2 separate regions of the Anas platyrhynchos genome follow, and region 1 is linked to region 2. Evidence: chromatin contacts called from public Hi-C data. All regions are on one chromosome and are shown on one strand. Each heading gives the region's core, a stretch centred on a gene start, on an enhancer-like site or on the middle of the called end of the contact. The rest is flanking DNA. Distances are from core to core; before and after follow the strand shown.

What was found. Hi-C and Micro-C count contacts between places; a contact is called where the count stands out from the background.
Region 1: a contact with region 2 is called in a Hi-C map of liver, with 1.9 times the contacts expected there. The contact joins two enhancer-like sites. A contact is called at or near these places in 2 of 8 Hi-C or Micro-C datasets (liver and skeletal muscle).

What each region holds. Positions count from the first base shown.
Region 1 is chr3:13,142,366-13,148,601 of IASCAAS_PekinDuck_T2T, forward strand. It overlaps SERTAD2 (SERTA domain containing 2), which reads left to right. Exons shown (of 5, transcript XR_011808000.1): 5 at 1,627-6,236. Among named protein-coding and RNA genes, the nearest start is that of SLC1A4, 81 kb to the left of the region's middle. Within about 2 kb of position 1,851, at least 2 of the 8 cell types and tissues checked have an H3K27ac peak or open chromatin away from gene starts, as enhancers often do.
Region 2 is chr3:13,096,774-13,102,182 of IASCAAS_PekinDuck_T2T, forward strand. The region is part of intron 3 of SERTAD2 (SERTA domain containing 2); the gene reads left to right. Among named protein-coding and RNA genes, the nearest start is that of SLC1A4, 35 kb to the left of the region's middle. Within about 2 kb of position 2,733, at least 5 of the 8 cell types and tissues checked have an H3K27ac peak or open chromatin away from gene starts, as enhancers often do.

The DNA.
Region 1 (6,236 bases), core at 601-3,100, 45 kb after region 2:
TTGCTGGGTCGCTAACTCAAAGTGGGATGTTTATGCTGAAATTGAGATTTAACTCGTCATGAGGTTAGACGTGAACATGAATGAGGACTTTAATGTGCAAAAGCAGGCCCAAACCCTGTATCCTACTCCTGTAGTCTGTTTTGTCCCTTCTCATTCTTCCCCCACCCCTCCCATCATCCATGTTTTTGCTGGTATTTTCCAGACCATGGTTCTTCCGTAGACAGGGCCTGTTCTCTTCTGTATTTAGATGCACTCTTCAACCATTTTGCTTTCTTTTTGGTTGTTAACCTGGAACGTGTATCTGGTTGTTTCCTTCACAGTCTGTCCCACCAAAACACGGAGCTTTCCCAAGGAGCTTCATCCCGTAGGCTTCGGCCATCCCTCTTCTCCTGCCTCCTGCATTCTCTTTGTCTTTCCCCTGCCTGCTGTTGTTTCTTCCCCTGCTCTCCGTGCATTGCTCATTCCTGAGCTGCACTTGCCTGGGTGGAAGAGGTCTGCGACCGGCTCCTCCGCCACTTCCCCCCATGCCTTTCCTCCCCTCGAGCTGATGGGAAATGCCGCATTTCCCCCTTCTCTCCTCCCACCGCCCCCTTCCTCTCCTGCTCCCTCTTGTACAGCTCCGTGCAAAATACCAACTGGAGAGGACTTGGAGAGAGGAGGGGGCAGGCTCCGCTTATTTCCCTGTGTGCATTTCCTGCTGGTTGCCTGTTCCTGCGAGCAGGCGCTCTGCCTCCGGAGCGGGGCATGCTTGGGACTCGGTAGAGATCCATTTTGGAAAGGGCAGTGGTGGACTGACATTTGATTTCCTTATTTAAGTGTGACTGTTACCCAGATGGCGGAGACCACGTGTGACTTACAACTCCCTCTCTCTCTCTCTCTGCGCTCCCTCGCTTTTTCTGCCCTTCAGTTCACATTCGGGTGGCTGCCTTCATCATGGCAAGAGGCAGAAATCATCTCCTTTCACGTTGGAAACTTGGGTTAAAAGGAAAACACTCAGAGCTGCAGAAGCTCTGGGGCTCATCTCCTACAGCCCCAAAGGCCTCCTTCTACCCAACTCAGGGGCTTTTCAGAGAGCTGAAAAGGGGAATTTTAGCGTTGTACACGAGCTTTTGGCTTCCTGCAGCTCATGTGGCAGTCGTGAAGGTGTCCCTAAACCGTAGTAGTCATCAGTGCATGATTGCTATATTGAGATACCGTGAACTACATGAACCCTAGATGCGAACCAAATATATAAAAGCACCCAGGGAGGAGTGGGGGGAACATAAATGCATCTGCATATTTTTTGGCTTATCCGTTTATATTTCTCCCAGCGTAGCAGACAGTGATTTGTTGTGTGTGCTGCTTGTGCACTACGTAACACGAACAAAGAGCATCCATGCAATATTAAAGACCCAAATTAAATTAAAACTGTTGAGATCTTCCCCTCCTCCTGTCTCTTTTCTAGGCCAGTTTTTTTTTTTCTTCCCCTGTGTGGGCTGTGTTGCTTGTGTGCTTCCAGGGCTCAATGAAACATGCAGCGCTTCTGGATAACAGACAAAACAGAATTAGGTGCTTTGTTGTTATCCATATGCCCAAGACTAGGGATAAGAAAAGCCTTGTTATCTCTTCCCTCCCTCCTCTCCGCAGACCTTCAGCGCAAGGAGCCAGAAGCTGAGGGAAAACCTCAAAGGGAGTCCAGGTTCTTCCTCTGTCTGTAATTCGTGGTGGGAGCAACACGATGTAACGCCGAGCCGAGGCACTGTGCTTGGGTAACTTTGGGCCTGGGCAAGAGGAAGAAAGGCTGTGAGACAGCTTCTTGTCGGCAGCTTTTCCCTGCAGCCCGCCAGGCTGGCTGTGTTCCTGAAAGACAGGTCACATCCTGCCGGGCACGAGGCACCGGGTGAGGTTGTGCAGCCTGTGCTCCGCAGAACTGCAGACCACATAAGCCCTTTTTGAGTCTTGGCCTGTGAATACAGGAAGGACAGGCTGCAAAAGGTCCTTTATACAGGTGTCTTCAGGTAGGTGGAGAAGAGAGAAGCCTGAGTGACCTCCCTATTCTTCCATCTTGCCCTACAAATGCCCCCCACGGTTGTTGGCCCTTTCCTGGGAAGCACAAGGCCCTTCATTTCAAGGAGCTGTGGATCAGAGGTGGGAGTGCTCACGCTAGGGCAGCCCAAAGAGCCAGTTCACCCCTGAGGACACGAGGAGGAGATACGGACAGCACCAGTACACCCTGTTGAGCACCCTGGTGCTTATGGAAGGGTATTACTTTGCTCTAGCAAAGTTCAGACGAGCAAATGTGGACATCAAACAAGCTGTCCAGCTCTCTGTGCCTCTCCTTACCCCAAGAGGTGTCAAAAGCAACGTGCATCTGCACCTTCTGCCGTTGAAAACGTAGCTCCAAACTCCGAGCCGCTGGTTCAGCTGCTGTGCCAGATGCACGGTGTGACACAAGCACGTCTTCTGTCGGTGTGGAAAGCTCCTGTTGCGAGGTAGAAAGGACACTTGGGGGGAGACATCCAAAAAAGCCTCAGAGCAGAGCTCACCTACCTACCGCACTGCATCGAGGGCAGCAAAGCTCTGTGTGAAACTCAGTCTAGCTGCTGCCGCTCACGCCGACCCTGGATGCACGAGGTTTGCCTCGTAGGAGCCAAAAGGGAATAGCACCATCGGATTTCCTCCGTGCTCCCTCTTGATTTCTGCACCAGCAGCGCTTGGCTTAGGAGCTGAAAGCCTGATCCCAGCTTCTCGAGTGTCAGCCGCCGTGCGCAGCCGCCAGCCACCGAAGCAGAGCCGCGTCTTTCCCTCACCCGCAGCCTGGCTCCTGGCCCTCGGCAGCCCCAGCAGGGCAGGCTCTGCAGCCAGCTCCTGCTCTCCCTCGGCCCCAGTGCCTCGGGAAAGGGAAAACAGCGCTGAGGAGACCAATGAGCAGGGCCGGAGATGGCGTGAGGGTTGGTTGGGCACAGCCCTGGCAGGCTGAATGCCTCCGATCCCACAAAGATCACCGGTGGCGGTGTGGCCATCGGGCAGCACGCACGGAGCAGCCACCTCGTGCTTCAAAACACGAGGGAGAGATGGGCAGGAGCAGTCAAGAGCAGAAGCACATTTGAAGCCTCCCAAGCGTTCTGTGCATTGTTGGGATGTTTGTAGAGTGGTTTGCACTTCCAGACCCCGACCGAACTGCTGCGGTGGGGTCCTGATCATTTATTTTCCTGCACGCGTTGCCAGCTGGGCCGAAGGGCCTACCAAGCACGGGGGCTGCGTGAGGGCAGCGATGTGAGCGAGTTGTTGGAGCTATCTGACGCTGCACGTCTGTCTGTCTTTCAGTGCGTGCGTGTGTGCGGAGTATTTAAAACTTCTAGACAATGGTTTGCTGGGCAGCAGGGAACGAAACCCCTACTGAAGAGCCCATTGTTTACATCCATCGCGGCCTGTTTCGCTGCTGAATTAGTGCCCTGAAACACAGCTTACAACTCGGTTCTTTTTAGCTCCCCTCTCCTTACCCACCCCCTTTGCCGTTCCTTATGGTTGCTAAATCCCGCTGTTACCTGCTCCACACAAGCTTCCCAACTTCCTTCTCTCCCCTTGAGAGGCTTCTCTGTAGAAGCCTCTTGTCTGCACTGGATCACCTCCTGCTTCTGGTTTAGCCAATGTCCCCAGCCTTCACTTACCAGACTCCAACCTTACTGCACCAGTGTGCCCTGTGGGTGTACATTTGTATCTCAGCCCCTATTTGCCCACTCTCCAGCCCTTCTTTCCCCCTCCATTCTGTCCTGTTTGTCTTGGGCAGTGTCTGCATTGGGGTGGGAGCCTTCTCCCCCTCTTCCCCGTGTAAACACATGAGTGTGGCTGCTTGGCAGAGCTGGAACCTTTCCTCCGGGCTGGGTTTGTAGATGGCCCTTTTCTTTGTGAATCGGGGCTGTGTAGCTGGTTACCTGCAGGACGTGCTTGAGCAGCTGCTCGGACTGATGCATACCACGCTCCAGGACTGTTTCTTCTCTCTCCAGCCCTGATTTATAGATAGCTGGGGAAGGGAATTCTGGGCTGCCCTGTTTTGAAAACTATTACGCCGTGCTAAAAGTGGTGAAACAAACACAACGCTTGATGCAGAACCAGCTCCATTCAGTTTTCCCCATCAAGGGGAGGAAAAAGAAAAGCTTCCCTTAATTATCTATACAATAATTCCCCTCAACTCGTACTGCAGGGGATGCAGGTAGAGAGGCTTTTCCAGGAGCTCCTGGAAATTCAGACTGGGATTTCCACAATTAACAGAGGGACTGGGATATTTTAGTTATTTTTTTTTTTTAATATTTCTCTCTGGATAGGCAGCGTGTACATGTCATATAGCACAAACCAGCTGCAGCTCTGCAGGGCTTCTGTGTGCAGACCGGAGCGCCAGAACAGTGTGTCCTCGGGGATCTGCAGAGATGTCCCTATGGCTGGAGAGATCAGCAGGTGGGGAGCAACAGAAGACCCCAAAGATCTCAAGGAAGCACATGAAATCAGCTGAGAGTTGCCTTTAATGAAAGGGGTGCTACGTCTCGTGCAAATCAACAACTTCTGCTTCCCTGTCCTTTACACCTCTGTGGAATGCCCCCTGGATTTTGACTTGAGGGCAGTGGTGTAAATTTTGAAGTACCGTTTGTATGTGCTAGGACAGCGCTGGCCTCCTTTCGGGATGGAGGAGTTACTCTAAAATATGGCAAAATCATCAAATGACAAGAAACCCAAGGCTGTGTCAGCCCATGCCAAAGAAAATCCTGCAAGAGGGAGAGTCAGCTGGGAAAATTTACCCTGTTGCTACGGAGCTCGTTTTGTTGCGTGTATCATGTGCAGGAGGAATAATTAAAGAAATACTCCACCTGGCAAACGAGCAGCCGATCTGTTTGCCCCACTTACAGGACAGCTACACGTGCACTAAACCTGAGACACCTGGCAGCAGCGCTCAGCAGGTACAGGCTGCTAAGGGCCAGGTGGGGAAGCAGATTTTTTGTTAGAGGGATGAATGGGTTCTTGGAAGGCAGGGGAGGAGGGGAAATTCCTATTTGTCTTTCAAGTATTTCTCCCGCGCTGTTAAGGAAACCAGATTTGGAGAGCGTTGGCTCTGTAAGCAGCAAAGCTTTCCATTTCCCACTGCGGGGATGCTTTCTCTGGATTTCCACTACAGGTCGGTGGCAAGGGCCCGAGGCTGTGCCAGGAGCTCACGCCTCCTCCTCCCCGCACCCAGGGGTGATGCGTTGTGGCAGGGGAAGGGCTAGCGGGACATCTCCATCCCAAATCGCCTTCAGACCGAGTTGAGGGTGCAGTAGCGAGGTGGCTGTGTACCCCGGTGCGGTGCATTTCTAAGTGGGGAGGTTTCTTCCTTTATTTGGGCTTTGCCGTATTTAATCCCATGACAAATTTAGGCTATGCATCTTGAATTTGTACTCCTTTCTTTGTGACTTACGCAGCTGATCTTTGGCCCTCTGTTGCATTTGGGTCTCCTTTTTCTTCCTCCAGCTTCACAAATTCCCAATTTACATTCTTCTACCTGCTCAAGGCACCCTCGGACCCCGAAGCAGAGCCACCGTGCTGTTGTTTTGGCCTCTTATTTCCCTCTGAAAACACGGAGCCAGTAACTCAGATTAATTCCTGACTTTCTTATAATGATTCACTCCTCCTCCCTCTATCACCAGATTGCACGTTCCTCGCAAACCAAACCCGTGCAGGCCAGAAATAGGTCTCACACCACCACCTGCGCCTGCTCCCTGGACAACAGGCATCGCCTGTGCATTGTACCTGCCTCGCAGAGGACAGGGAAAACTCCTCATAAAGGGAAAAAAAAAGGGCAGGGAGGAAAAAAATAAAGTTATAAGCTCTCTCCAGCAGCTGCAGGTTTTTCTGCTGGCTGGTTTGGGTGATTTATAGTGGTGTGCGGAGCTTTGTCACCTTTATGCTGACTCGTTCCGATGCCGCCCAGAGGTCGGCCCGCTGGCCTGTGAAAAATGAGTTGTTGATCTAGGTTGCTGCTCCTCGCGGCCACGCTGCCAGGGCTGCCCTCCCTGCTCTCCGTCTCGTTGCAGGGCTCACCCGTGGGCTGAAGGGGCCCACCTGGGACGTTCCCTCAGCCTCTCTGCCCTGCTTATTTCATTGTGGAGATCCCCATAACATGACCCTAAACACATCTCTTCCACTTAGCGGGGAGAAGGGCAGCAACACCAGCAGCCAGACCTGTAGCCTTTGTGAGACCGGGATCTCTCATCTACGTGGTTGCTTTG
Region 2 (5,409 bases), core at 1,483-3,982:
CGAGAAATTTCAGAAACGGAAGCTCCTGAAAAGAGGGAATTTGAATAAAAGTGTCCTTTGGAACGTAACTACAAAGTGGGTATCATACAGCTTTGATATTTTTAATGGCACTTCTCCTCCTCATTGTGAAATACAGTTCTTTTGTACCCGGAGACTCCTGAAAAGCTTAATCTTTCACGCTTTGTGCTAAGGTATGCATTAAGAAACTCCTCAAATTAAGACCTCTTTGAGGAGCTGATCACTGCAGCGGCTGGGAAGGCCAGAAGAAAAAAAAAAAGCAGCTCTGAGAATGAAAATGATTTTCTCCCAGTGAGAGAGGAGTATTTATTGTAAACACGGGCGGTGGTGTCTTACACTGTGCTATGAGCAGCAGTGCTCCTGTCTTGATTTGTAGTGTCTGAGCACAGAGCTGGTTAATTTGCCACCCCTCGAGGCTGTCGAAGCACCGTTGGGTCGGAGGGAAGAGGAGGCTGTGTGCTCTTCCCTGGGCTGGGGCCCAAGCCCCAACACCTGCTCTCTTGGGAGGTATCCAAGTGAAGAGTTTGTGCATGGCTTCTTGAACACTATAAGGGGCCATCCAATTTGTGGCTAATTTTTTGGAAGCACAGAGGAGTTCCAATTTTAGCCAGGATAGACCCAACAAGGACAAGAGCAGGGTTGAAGAGCAATTTTCCTGCCTAAATCTGGTCCGTGCATTGTCTGTATAGAGACAATCCCAACCTCAGAGCACTCAGCATCCTCCTTGCGTATGGTTAAACACATCAAGTCCTTGCTTTTTCCTCAGTGTCAGTTTTCTTCACGCGTGACAAAGCCACGAATGCTCTTTTAAGATCAGACCCATCCCAAAGAGTGGGAGCACCACCTGGACACAGCTCCATGTCAGCACAGCTCCTGCTGGAGAATCCCTACTAATTGTGATGGAAAAAACTTTGAGCAGCTCTTGCACATCATCAGACACAGAAGAGACACAAATCCAGGCTAAACCTGGCTTGATTTTTGCCACTGCTAACAGAAACACATATTGTTTTGTCATGTTTGGCAGTTTCTCCCCAAAGCTGAAGCGACGGGTGGCCATCTGCTTGTGGCAAATGGGCAGAGAAGGACGGGGAAGAAACGGCAAGGGTGGGACGAAAGATCACACAGCGCTCAGGAAAAGGGGAGATGGACTGGTGAAAAAAAAAAAAAAAAAAAAAAAAAAAAAAAAAAAAAAGCAAACCAACCAAATAGTAAAATAAACTTACAGAAACGTTGAGGAGTTCCAGTAAAAGAGGAAAGAGAAACAATCCAGAAGCTGCCCGTGGCGCTGGGGACGGTATATTTAGTTAAGCCACTGGTACTTTCCTCCGTCGGGAAAAGTGACAATTGCAGGGCTTAGGTCTTAATCCAACAAGGGAATTTCGACGTGGGCTTATTTTTAAAGACGTGAGTAATCCTCACGGTTTCAGCTCGGAAAGGTAGGCTCCAGTGCATATCAAGCCTACTGCCGGGACAGACATCACTGTCAGGGGAAAAAAAAAAAAAAAGACATTTTGCTTGAGCTGCATGTTTTATTTGTGCCTTTGAAAGGTGTGTGTACCCGTACTAACAACGTGGGTGCTAAAAACATGAAGAGTTGAAGGTCTCTACAATTGTGCCTATATCCAGTGCTGCTTGAGACGGCACCAAACCAAAAAGCCCCTCTGACACATCCATTGGCATTTCCTCCTCGATACAGGACCCGTCGGGAGCAGGGCAAATTCTCCATCTCTGAACAGAGAGCCTGGCCGGACGTTTCACGGCAGGAATTTCATTCACTGGACCTTAGGCTGGGGTTCCTTCTGCACCCATCCTTTCAAAACAGCAACAAACCCCTAAGTTTTGAAGCTTAAGCTTTGCTTTGGACACCAGGACGTCAGTGATGCTTGGATACCTTTGAAGCTCAGCTTGGGATGGGGTTGTTCCTAGGGGCAGATGATCCTGCACCCTCTCTTTGGCAATTTTTCACTGCTTCAGACACTTCAGAATGCCCTGATGTGGCAGAGACCACCACGTGCTGCTCCCCACGTGCTCTCCAAGGAGAGCCCCAAATCTGGGAGAACTCACTGTGTTCCTTGAGAAGAAGCATATCCCATGTGTCAGCCTGGCAGCTTTGCCTTTAGCAGGTCCAGTTTCGGACAAGTTGATGCGGACAAGATGCTCATCAGCACGTTCCTCCGCTTCTTCCTGATGGATTGATGTAAGCAAATCCTAAAAGAATAAGGGACTGGAGCAAAAACAGAGAAATAAAGCAGCGTCAAGATGCTCAAAAATACCTCAGTGTTGCAAATGAAAAAAAGAAAAATGACTGGGATCTCATTTGGTTTAGTAAAAAAGGCTTCCCTGTGCATTATATTGCCTTGAACATGGGTTCTTTGCAAGAAGATCCCCAGCACAGCTTGCTGCACCTGGGGGCTGCACCTGGGGGCTCACAGAAGAAACAAGGGGGCCATCCCCAGTGGCTTGCGGCAGGGACAAGGACGGAAAACACCGTCTCAAAATCCCCTCTGGCACCTCTCCGCCTCTGCCTTTTGCCCCCTGCGAGGGTGACGGGACCTGGAAGACCCTTTGCAACGCCTGCACGAGGCCAGCAGCATCCTCGGGATTTTTACCCCCCCTTCTCCGAGCTCGGGGCCGGCGAGCGGAGCGAGAGCGGGGAGGGCCGGCATGACGCACCCCATCGGCATTAGAAGACTTCAGCGGCTATTTATAGGCCCCCGCCGACCGCAGAAAGCTCTCGGCCTCGCTTTTTCCTCCCTCTCTCCCTCCCTCCCTCTCCCTCCTTGGCTTCAGCTCAGCGTGCGGGGGGAGCGAAGGAAAGGCTGGAAAGCAGCCGCTGTGCCCGAGTGTGACATTCCCGAGCACGGCGAGGATTGCGGCCCCTCCGCTACTGCAAGCGCCCGGCAGACCCAGTCCAAACTAATTAATTTCAGCACACTGGCTTTCTGGCCTGGTGCTTTTTCCTCCAGTTTTTTTTTTTTTTTTTTTTTTTCTTTGAGCTTGGATTTCTTTCTCTCTCTCTCTCCTTTTTTATTTTTTTTTCTTCTTTTTTTTTTTTCCCCCCCGTCTTTGCGCAGTTTCGCTTCCCAGCTCCTGGCACGGGCGTGCCTATTCCTCAGCACGGCTGGATAAACACCACGCAGCACAGAGAAGGGGACCTTGCTGTCAGGCAGGGCCAATTTTTCCTTAATTCCTGCCAAGCCCTCCTCATCACATCCCCTTCAATACCCAGCCCAAGCTACGTCCCTCATTTTAGCCATCCTTTACACCTTTGGATACCCTCACAACCGCAAGGGAAGCCTCCAGGGCTGTGCTCCTCATGATCCATCTCTCTTTCTGCACACACATCCCCAGCTCCGTGAGATCCACGAGGGCTGAGCTGAGCCACGGATGGGAAGAGTCCAGCACTGCCCCTGCACCCATCCTGCACGCCCTTTCGGCATGGGTAGCCCCGACAATTTGTCTTCCATCCATGTCTTGCGCTCTCGCTCTTGGCACGCAGGCAGCATTTGGAGGCAGGAATAAAAAATTCGGCACACCTGTATCTGGGCAGCGAGGCAAAAAGAAGGAGTCCTGTCTGTGACAGAGCTGATGGAGAAGCAAAGCCATTTATAATCACTCCAGCGAAGTGAAAAATCGAGGTCACTGGAGGTGCACATCCACTCTCTCTCTCTCTCTCTCTTTTTTTTTTTTTTAACAAAACAATGCCGATTTTCACAATATTTATTGCCAGCGTCATTTCTAGCAGGAGCACTCCTGTATGAATGCAGGCCCTCGGGTTTACAATGGAGGTAAGGGAAGGCAAGTGGGTGAATTAAATCCGTAGCGAGATGCTCTCTTCTGCTTTCGTGTCGAATTAACCATTGCCCTGCCCGTGAGGCCGTACTCCTTGCAGCTCCATCAGGCAATTGAGGGGCTAGCGTTTTTTGGGGTGCAGAGAGATAAGTCTTATCTTTAAGTAAATCATTTCACCACCCTGTTTTTGTGCCTGCCTTATTGATCCAGGCTGTAGCCTCTGGGGTTGTCGCCCACTGCCAGAGTACGTACGCTCCCTGTGGGCTGCGGGGCTTCCAGCTCTGTCGGTGAACACGCAGATATTGAAAAAGGAAACAGCTATTTCAAGAGCTGTGTCTGAATTTAGGGATGTTGCTTAATTTCTGGCCTCCGAATGAGGGAATACGACTTCCTCGACAAGCTCATTCCTCTGAAAACTGGGTTATGGAAAGAAATTGGTTCGTCTTGACCTGGAGATGTCCCAGCCCTGCCCCCAAGAACTGTGCGTTCACCCCTGAAATTTGGGATAAACTGGTAAAATTCTGGGATGCTTCCGGAAGGCTGTTTTCAAAGCAGATCAGAACCAACCACCTGCACGGGAGAAGTTAGTTTTATTCCTCAGTTTTCGGTTCCTTAGTTTTGGAGGCACTTTCACAAACTCTAAAAGCAAATTATCCCTCCACCAGCACAGATCCAGCCTTGACCTTTCCTTAGCGTAATTAAAATTTTGGAGCGCTTTGCCAGATTGCCATATGTCTAAAATTGTTCCTTTCATTTCTACCCTGCTTTCTGCCAACTCCAGCGCGTAAGGAATTGATGGTCGCAGCTCACAATAAATGCCTGCTCGTTTTCATGCATTAAAATCCTGCTTTGGAGGGACCTGCAGCTCGAGCCGAACCAACATCACATAGGATACGATTTGCTCTCGAATTTAGCGTGCTTGTCCACATGCAGCTTACACTCTCCCTGAATTTCTGTGCACGAAATTTTCTCACCGGGTATTTCCCGAAACTCCAGCTTGTCCTCACGGATCACACAAAAGCACCTCTGCTGTAAGTATCTAACGTTTGGCATCCGATGGAGGAGGTGTGCTGAGATCCTTGGTTTTTATTGCATTTATGCCACTGTCCCAGCTTTGCTGCTCCACTCCTAAGCAAGGAAAAAACAAATAAACAAACACCAGCATGTGGCCTCTGCCCCAGACGTGCTGCAGTTGGATGACAGCTAAAGCATTAGATCAGAAACATTTGCAAACCAGGCAATGACGCTGTTGGAGAAGTGCTTTAACTCACGAAGACAGCTGAATTTTCAGATCACTCGAGATGCTGGCGTTTGGCAGTGCTGGGCAGGGCGTCAGGCGTAGGTGCAGCTTCCAAACACACGTGTATATGGCGTGGTTTAGGGATAAAAACTTCCAGGTTCTTTTCCTCTGGGTAAAGGACAGTCTGCTTCTTGCAAGGAGAGCTCTGGCACTCCTCCCTTGGTCATTTCCTAAACGAATTGCTCAGGAACGTGATGCTGAGTGTGAGTATCAGCTTGTTCATGTGCCAGCGGTAATGACGTTGAGCTCAAACCTCAGCCTCTCAAAACGCACGATTACACTGCACGTCCTGCAACAAA